Linked DNA regions of Mus musculus: region 2 is linked to region 1. Evidence: chromatin contacts called from public promoter capture Hi-C data. All regions are on one chromosome and are shown on one strand. The core of a region is the stretch at or near the end of the contact, and the rest is flanking DNA. Distances in the headings are between cores, read along the strand shown.

The links. Capture Hi-C pulls out chosen DNA fragments and counts their contacts.
Region 2: a promoter capture Hi-C map of adipose tissue shows a contact between it and region 1. The contact joins the promoter of P4htm here to the promoter of Inka1 in region 1. A contact is called at or near these places in 3 of 39 promoter capture datasets (liver, maxillary cranial neural crest and pre-B cells) and 1 of 9 other capture datasets (adipose tissue).

What each region holds. Positions count from the first base shown.
Region 1 is chr9:107,983,721-107,987,769 of GRCm38.p6, reverse strand. It overlaps Inka1 (inka box actin regulator 1), which reads left to right and starts at 1,854. Exons shown (of 2, transcript NM_026597.3): 1 at 1,854-2,073; 2 at 2,706-3,547. The coding sequence starts at 2,023. The coding sequence ends at 3,503. Uba7 (ubiquitin-like modifier activating enzyme 7) reads right to left here. Exons shown (of 24, transcript NM_023738.4): 24 at 3,714-3,953. The coding sequence ends at 3,824.
Region 2 is chr9:108,594,570-108,599,074 of GRCm38.p6, reverse strand. P4htm (prolyl 4-hydroxylase, transmembrane (endoplasmic reticulum)) reads left to right here and starts at 1,463. Exons shown (of 9, transcript NM_028944.4): 1 at 1,463-1,867; 2 at 2,095-2,176. The coding sequence starts at 1,511.

The DNA.
Region 1 (4,049 bases), core at 605-3,104:
CAAAAGATTCTGCTTTCAGAGCTGTCCTTCTGCCTGCGCCCCTTCCTTCCTGTGATGTTTTTCTAACTGCAGACCAGATCATAGCTGAGGGTCCCTTCGCTGGTTTCATAGTCCTTAAAAACAAAACAAAACAAACACCTAACTAAAACCAAGGAACCACACCCAGGGGGTAAAGGCTCCAAGTATTTAGACAGCAGTTTCAACAGCTGTGCAGAGCTAGCTCCCATGCTGCTCTGTAATTCACAGATTATCCCAGTTTTACAGAGAATCCAGGCCTATTTGGATCTGGCCCACATGCTTTCTACCGGACCATACAGCTGTGAGGCCAGCTTTGGTGTACTCTTCAGTCTTTGTCACCATCGTGACCGGCAGCGCTGTCTATGGGAAGGGGAAGCAGAGGTTTCTTCCTCCTGGGTGATTTTAATGGCAGTGCCATCCATCCAGCTGTTCACACTGGAAACTTGGAGGCCATGCTTTACCTACCTGCATCAGTCAGGCTAGAGTTTAGCTCTAGATTCTGGAGTCTAGAACGATGCTTCTGATTACCCTCTGGGTTCAGAACCAGGCTTTCAGACACACACCCTTGCCTGGGATAAAGGCTAGAACCTCCTTTGATTGCAGAGTTCTTCTCCTAAAACAACTGTATCTCGCAGAAAACAGCCTGGGTCATTCCTTTTAAAAAGCTCCATGCTCTCTCTATGGTACCAAAAATAAAGCCCAGAGACTCCCCTAAGTCTTCTTATGGTTTTGATGACTTCTCTCCATTCACAGACCCCTGACCCATCCGTCACACACATCTGTGTTTTCCTTTCGTTTGGTCTGCCTAGCCCTGTCCCTCAATATACTTTACATTGGCAGACCCTTTCACCTAAAATGCCCTTCCTCACTGGACTCAAATGGATTGATCTGATATCAGCCATATCTTTTTAAGAGTTCTCTATCCCTTAACTGAACTCATTGTCCTCGTTCTCCTGTTATTTTTTGTCTGAGGATAGATTCAACCTGTCTTCAGTTCGACTGTACCTCTGGTTATGGAGTGGCCTCAGGGGAAAGGCTTTAAACAATCGAGCCAAAGAGCAGTTTTCCTCTTCCATTCCTGCATGCCATTGTGAGGGTGTAGTGAGGATGCAGACCATAGCCCCGCGATCCCCACTAGAGGGCGGTCCAGCCTATCTCGGCTCAGATCAGGCCGGAGGGAAGGTGGAGGGGATTTTGCCTTGGCCATTCCCTTACTCTCTCTGTCTTAAGGCTCTTCACTGACTATTCGCCGGCCGGAAGGAATTTCGGTCCTATCATTTCCAGGGATGGTCAAGGCCAGCCTGGACAGACCCCGAGTGGGCCACAACCTTGTCAAATCAGAAGATAAGGCGCGCCGGGCGGTGGTGGCGCACGCCTTTAATCCCAGCACTTGGGAGGCAGAGGCAGGCGGATTTCTGAGTTCGAGGCCAGCCTGGTCTACAGAGTAAGTTCCAGGCCAGCCAGGGCTACACAGAGAAACCCTGTCTCGAAAACAAAAAACAAACAAACAAACAAAAAAGAAGAAGAAAGTGCCCACACGTGGGTGTGGCATCGGGCCCCAGTACAAGAAACCGCTATTTCACCAGGGGACAAATTGCACGGGACGAACGTGCGGGGGCGGGAGGGGGTCGTGTCGGGACTGCGTTACAGCCGGGTTAACTAAACTTTTTGAGACATAAAGGGGTCCTGAGCTGCACTCTGGTCTCCCGTGCTACTACAGCCGGGCTCCACCAGCAGAGTGGGGGCTGGAGGGCGGGGCTGAAAGGGGCAGGACAACTTCATCCTGCCCCGCCTCCATTGGCTAGGGCGCCGGGGAGGGGCGGGGCGCGGCTGCCAGATGTTGGGGCGGCAGCGGCGGGAGCTACCGAGAGCAAGGAGCCTTAGAGTAAGGCAAGGGTGAGGACGCCACCACCCGCGGGCCGACCCGGCCCACTCTGCGCCGCTCCCGCGGGTGATCGGCGGGTGAGCCGGCCGACCTGGAGAGTGTACAGCACCAGCACCAGCATGCACAGCGCTCGGCTTGACAGCTTCCTGAGCCAGCTCCGCTGGGAACTGGTGAGTCTTTGGAGTGGGTGTGGTTGTGAAGATGTGTGTGGGGTGCGTGGCTGCCGCCTGGATGGAACAACAAACGGCAACCGGGTGGACTCCGGGTACCCATCTGAGTCAGGATGGGGGCAGGGTAGCGCGCTACAGATGGCCCAGATGGCCCGCTTCGGGTTTCTGACGGTTGGGAATTGTTCTGGGCATCAGGTAACAGGCGCCCAGCTGGCCGTGCTAGCGGCAGGGGTTGGCGGGGAAGGAGAGTTGGGGAAGAGAAGTTTCTTTTGGGGACCGACAGGGAGCACCCAGGGCCTAAAGAAGTGCTGTGCTGCTGTGGACATCCCCTACCACGGGCTGGCCTGTACCTCCTTCCTCTACTCTGCCTGCCCGCCCTGGTGGCGCGTGCTGACTTGCCCGGCCCTGCGTGCTGCAGCCTGCCGGACTGCCACCAGCTCTGCGGATGGGAGCCACATGAGCCTCGAGTGCCAGTGCCCCCATGTGGGCCCTATGCTTACAGTTCCGCCTTGCTGCCCAGAGGTTTTTCAAGTCCTTCTGAAACCTCCGTTCTCAGGGCTGGCTTGGTTAGACACTAAGGAGTCAGGGGCTAAGAGATTCCTGACCAACATTTGCCCTATCTTTCTCTCCAGTTGTGTGCTCGGGACACAGGCTCACCTCCAATGTCTGGCCCACTGCAACCAAAACCCAGAACTGATCAAAATGTACAGCCAAAGCGCCAGTTCAGGGCCTCGGATGTTTTGGAAGAGGACTCTGTCTGCTGTGTAGAAGAGGAAGAGGAGGAAGGCTTGGTAGCAGAAGACAAGGGTTTACCCTTGGGATGTCCTAGGGAGCATGCTCTAGACTGGGACTCTGGCTTCTCCGAGGTGTCAGGCAGTACATGGCGAGAGGAAGAGCCGTCTGTACCCCAGCGCCAAGCACCTCGAGAACGTCCACCTCATAGCCAGCGTTTCTCAGTCAGTGACATTCCTATGCGCAGTAGGGCAGCTGTAACCAACATACCTCCTGCCCACCGTCCGAGGCCCAAGTCCACCCCAGATGCTTGCCTGGAACATTGGCAGGGATTGGAAGCAGAGGACTGGACGGCAGCCCTGCTGAACAGGGGCCGCAGTCGGCAGCCCCTGGTGCTAGGGGATAACTGTTTTGCTGATTTAGTTCACAATTGGATGGAGTTGCCTGAAGCAACCAGTGAGGGGAGTGATGGAGATGTACCCCGAGCACGGGCTCGACCCCCTCAGTTCCTGCTTGGTCTCTCTGAGCAGCTACGGCGTAGGCTGGCCAGGGCTCGACGGACAGCTATGGCAAGCAAGAGGTTGTCCTGCCCACCTCGCTCAGAACCTGACCTGCCTGCAGACATCTCACGATTTGCAGCCCTCATGAACTGTCGAAGTCGCCAACCTATTATCTACAATGATGTCAGCTACCTCTGACCCTGCCCCTCCAGCTAGGGACAATAAAGGCTTTTTTTCCTAAACTGCTGGTCCCATACTCCTGAGGCTTCAGGAAGTATCTCTGGCCCTGTGGAGCACAGCTAAGACAGGCCAGTCTAGAATGTTCCCTCTCCTTTTCCAGGGTTCCTGTCTTACCCGTATCACCTGTGTGTACCTTACCATTCATTTTCTACCATCCACTTCACTTGTGCCTTCCGTCAACAAGTTTTTATTGTTGAAGTATCTGCTGTGAGCTGAAGATGTAGGAATTTTATGCAGAGTTTGTTATGGCCAAGTGGTGGCGTGGTGTGGCTACCTCGTCACAGCTCATAATGCAGAGGTGGGAAGGCCATTTCTTCCTCCTCGCCCTCACAGCTCAGCTCAAACACCAGAACCTTCAGCCCAGGCTTGGGCTTCCAGCCGGTCACGTGCTGAACCAGTTCTGTCACCCTGGTATGGGAGGGGGTTTAGGGGAGACTCTGTAGGTGGGTCAAGGCAGACAGAGGGCAACCTAGTGTGGACAAGAGGGTGCTGGTGAGCCCTCAA
Region 2 (4,505 bases), core at 214-2,713, 610 kb before region 1:
AGTTTTATTTTCTTCAGAGGTGTCCTGATTAGGGGAAAGCCTTCCACCCTCCCTCTTCCCATCCAGGAGCTAAGGCAAGCGTCACAAACAGCACCTGCTTCATTTTGAGGGACACTGGGTGGAGCCCAACCTGGGCACCCTGGGCAGCCTCTCACCAAAGTCTGACTTGCAGGATTCCCTCAGTGGTCCAGTCTGACTGCCGAAGGACCTTCAAGAATATCTTGAATATCTTGGTGCATACCTAGTAACTCCAGCATTTTAAAATATATATATTCAGACACTCCAGAAGAGGGTATCAGATCTCATTACTGATGGTTGTGAGCCACCATGTGGTTGCTGGGATTTGAACTCAGGACCTTCGGAAGAGCAATCAGTACTCTTAACCACTGAGCCATCTCTCCAGCCCTAACTTCAGCATCTGAGAGGTGGAGGCAGGAGAATAAATTTATCCTCTGCTCCTTTCAAGTTTGATGAGCAAGCCTGAACTATATGAGACCCTGTCTGGGTTGGTTTTTGTTTTGGGGTGTTTTTTTTGTTTTTTTGTTTTTGGTTTTTTTTTTGGTTTGGTTTGGTTTTTTGTTTGTGTGTATTGTTTAAAAACAATTTAATAATAAGCCGGGTGTAGTGGTGCATGCCTTTAATCCCAGCACTCGGGAGGCAAGAGGCAGGGGGATTTCTGAGTTTGAGGCCAGCCTGGTCTACAAAGTGAGTTCCAGGACAGCCAGGGCTACATAGGGAAACCTTGTCTCGAAAAAACAAAACAAAACAAAACAAACAAACAAACAAAAAACAACAAGAAAAAAATTTTAATAAAAGCAAAAACGGAAGCTGGAGAGAGGCTCTTTAGCTAAGATCCATCTTGGAGAACACACCGGTTCTAGTCCCAGCACCAACATAGAGACTTAAAAACGTCTGTAAGTCTCTCCAGCTCCAACGCCCCTTCTGTCCTCATATACAGACATGCATGGAGTGCACATACCCATAAACAAACCACCCCATAGACATAAAATGTTTTAGTTAAATAAATCGAACTCGTGGGAACTGCTCTATAATCTCATCATCCAGTGTGCAGTCATTGGCCTCAGCATCCCACTATGTCGTATGTCCCATTTCTATCACTCTCTGACTCCCTTCTCCCAAGAGTGAGAAAATGCCCACTACACTTTCTGGGGCCGGGGGGGGGGGGGGGGGGCGTCTTCTCCCGGGAACCAAGAAACTACTAGTTGCAATGGTGTCTGTCCTAACGGTGCTCCGCTGATGTGCCTCCATGTTTGTGGATGGCCTTCTGCACTGGAGTATATACAGCTCCATAAACGACCAGCCGGGTGTGAGCGAGGTCCCAGGATCTCAGTATGGACCGATGGGTGCGGCTCCGTGTAGGCACAGCATCCCGGAGCACCGTCTCCTAGTGACCGCCGGGCGCGCTGACTCTGCCGTCCGGGTCCCAGCGACTGCGCAACGCGAGCACCCCCGCGGCCCCTCCCCTGGGCGCGCGCGCGACCTGGGCGCCATGGCGGCAGCGGTGGCGACCGTGCAGCGGCCTGAGGCTGAGACAGTCGAGGAGGCCTCAAATCTTCAGTGGCCGCTACCACCGGAGCATCGCCCTTCCGGGGCAGCGACCAGACCAGGCGATAGTGAAGACGCCCCGGTGCGGCCACTGTGCAAGCCGCGGGGCATCTGTTCCCGTGCCTACTTCTTGGTGCTGATGGTGTTCGTGCACCTGTACTTGGGCAACGTGCTGGCCCTGCTGCTCTTCGTGCACTACAGCAACGGAGACGAGAGCACAGACCCCGGACCCCAGCGCCGCGAGCAGAGCCCCCAGCCAGTGCCAACCTTGGGTCCCCTCACCCGGCTGGAGGGCATCAAGGTAAGAACATCCCCTCCTCTCCCGCCCCGAGCGGAGCTTCAAGCACTGCCAAGCCGAGCCAGAAGGAACCGTGGCTCAGCTCTGGGCCACCACGGTGCCCCACGCATCACTGTGTGCGGGTCACGCGCGCGCCTACTTACTTTGCTACTGTCGCTCCCTGACACGGGACTTTTTCTTGAGCAGTGCGGCCTGGCACACCAGCTGCCTGCTGTGTATTTTTCCTTTAGGTGGGATATGAGCGGAAAGTCCAGGTGGTCGCGGGCAGGGATCACTTCATCCGAACCCTCAGCCTCAAGCCGCTGCTTTTTGGTAAGTCTGCAGGACACTTCTGGGAAGGGCCGGGGAGGCTGCAGTGTCCACCCCAAGGCTTCTTTTGACCGTGTGTTTACTATTTTGAACATGGCTGCTTCGTAGATGCGCTCTCTGAATCCAGTTTACTAAAATAGAGCTTCCTTTTCCGTAACCGGACAGAGAGGTTCGTTTTCCACACTTCCCTCAGCGGACCCTTCCATCATAGGCTGGGCAGCACGACCCTGAGACAAATGTTCCAACTGTTTATTGAAGTTATCTTTGGGCAGTCTGTGCTACGAATCTATCACCTTCCAGATCAGGGCAGGGTGAGAGACTGATAACCAGGTGCCAGCTGACCCGGGGGCCTCTGGGGAGATCACATTCCCAAAGCTAATCCTGTGGTCTGATGAGAATCAGGCCGTCCATATTGGAATGAACTGACAACCCTCAAAGCCAGCGGCCCCCCCCCCCCCAGAGGGGCACCATTCAAAGGCCCAACTTCTTGCTTCCAGTATTCAAGATTCTTAGGACTCCTGTCTTTCACCCTTCATGGGCAGAGCCTATTAGGGTGACCCATTTTAGCCACATCACACACAGCTCCTGTTTTCTGAGTTCTTAGTAGATGATAGGCTTCAAACACCTAACCATGGTGTTGTGGAGACCCCCCCAAGTCCTCCAAAGACTATCAATGTCAACATGGGGAGGGCACTATGTCCACAGACCTTGCCTGGGTTAAATTTCTGCAACCCTAGCTGGGCAGTGGTGGCACCTGCCTTTAATCCCAGCACTTCGGAGGCAGAGGCGAGTAGATCTCTGAGTTCATGGCCAGCCTGATCTACAGAGCAAGTTTCAGGACAGCCAAGACTACACAGAGAAAAACCTGTATCAAAACAACAATGACAGCAAACAAACAAAACAAAACAAAAACAATCTATACATGGCCTTGGTGGTGTGAATCAGCAGACCCAGGGCTGCCTTTGGCTGCTAAGGAATGGAGTTTGTAGAGAGCATTAAGAGATCTCTGGATGGACCATGTAGAGACTGCCATATCCAGGGATCCACCCCATAATCAGCATCCAAACGCTGACACCATTGCATACACTAGCAAGATTTTATTGAAAGGACCCAGATGTAGCTGTCTCTTGTGAGACTATGCCGGGGCCTAGCAAACACAGAAGTGGATGCTCACAGTCAGCTAATGGATGGATCATAGGGTTCCCAATGGAGGAGCTAGAGAAAGTAGCCAAGGAGCTAAAGGGATCTGCAACCCTATAGGTGGAACAACATTATGAACTAACCAGTACCCCGGAGCTCTTGACTCTAGCTGCATATATATCAAAAGATGGCCTAGTCGGCCATCACTGGAAAGAGAGGCCCATTGGACTTGCAAACTTTATATGCCCCAGTACAGGGGAACACCAGGGCCAAAAAGGGGGAGTGGGTGGGCAGGGGAGTGGGGGTGGGTGGATATGGGGGACTTTTGGTATAGCATTGGAAATGTAAATGAGTTAAATACCTAATAAAAAATGGAAAAAAAAAAAAAAAGAGATCTCTGAGGAGATGGCTGAGCAGATAAAGGTGCTACAACACCTGACCCACATGGTAGAAAGCAAGGACCCAGTCCCACAAGTTGTCCTCTGCCCTGCTTACCAGGCTCCCACACTGCCCCGATTCTGGAAGGCGACAGATTAGTAGCAGATACTGGCCAAAGATAACCTCAGCAAGTGCTCTTCACCACGGAGCCAACTCTCCGGTCTCTTCTCATTTTTTAAAGAGATGGCCTTTATTCGTTTGTGCGTGTAATCTTCTCTTTGGCTCCGTGGTGAAGAACACTTGTTATTCGTTACATAGAATCTGGGTTCCATTCCCAACATCCACATGGATCAACACCTCCTCAAGCACCAGGCACACACGTGGTACACACGTGGTACACACGTGGTACACGGACACACATGTAGGCAAAACAGTAGTACACATAAAATAATAAATTTAAAAAAAAAAGTCTTTAAAAATGTAAAACAAGAAGAGGTCTGTGCAAAGCCAAATGCATGCTTCTACTGTCAGGCCAAGAGGGCCCTGGCGGGTGCTCTGGATAAGAGCTATAAATAGCGATTGTCCTGTGTATGCTGTTGTGAGAAGGGTCTACAAGGCTGTGAACTGTTATCATCAATATTACCGTGAATAGCGTAAAGCCTGTATCAGGTCCTAATTCAGGCATTGGAAACAGCTTTTTTCTGAAGCTGGCATTGTAATGAGAAAGAAACAGGACAAACAGTTAACTGGATGTGATAAGGTAGTGACCACAGAGGAGGCAGAATTTTGCCCTGGGCTGAGACTTGTGATAGAG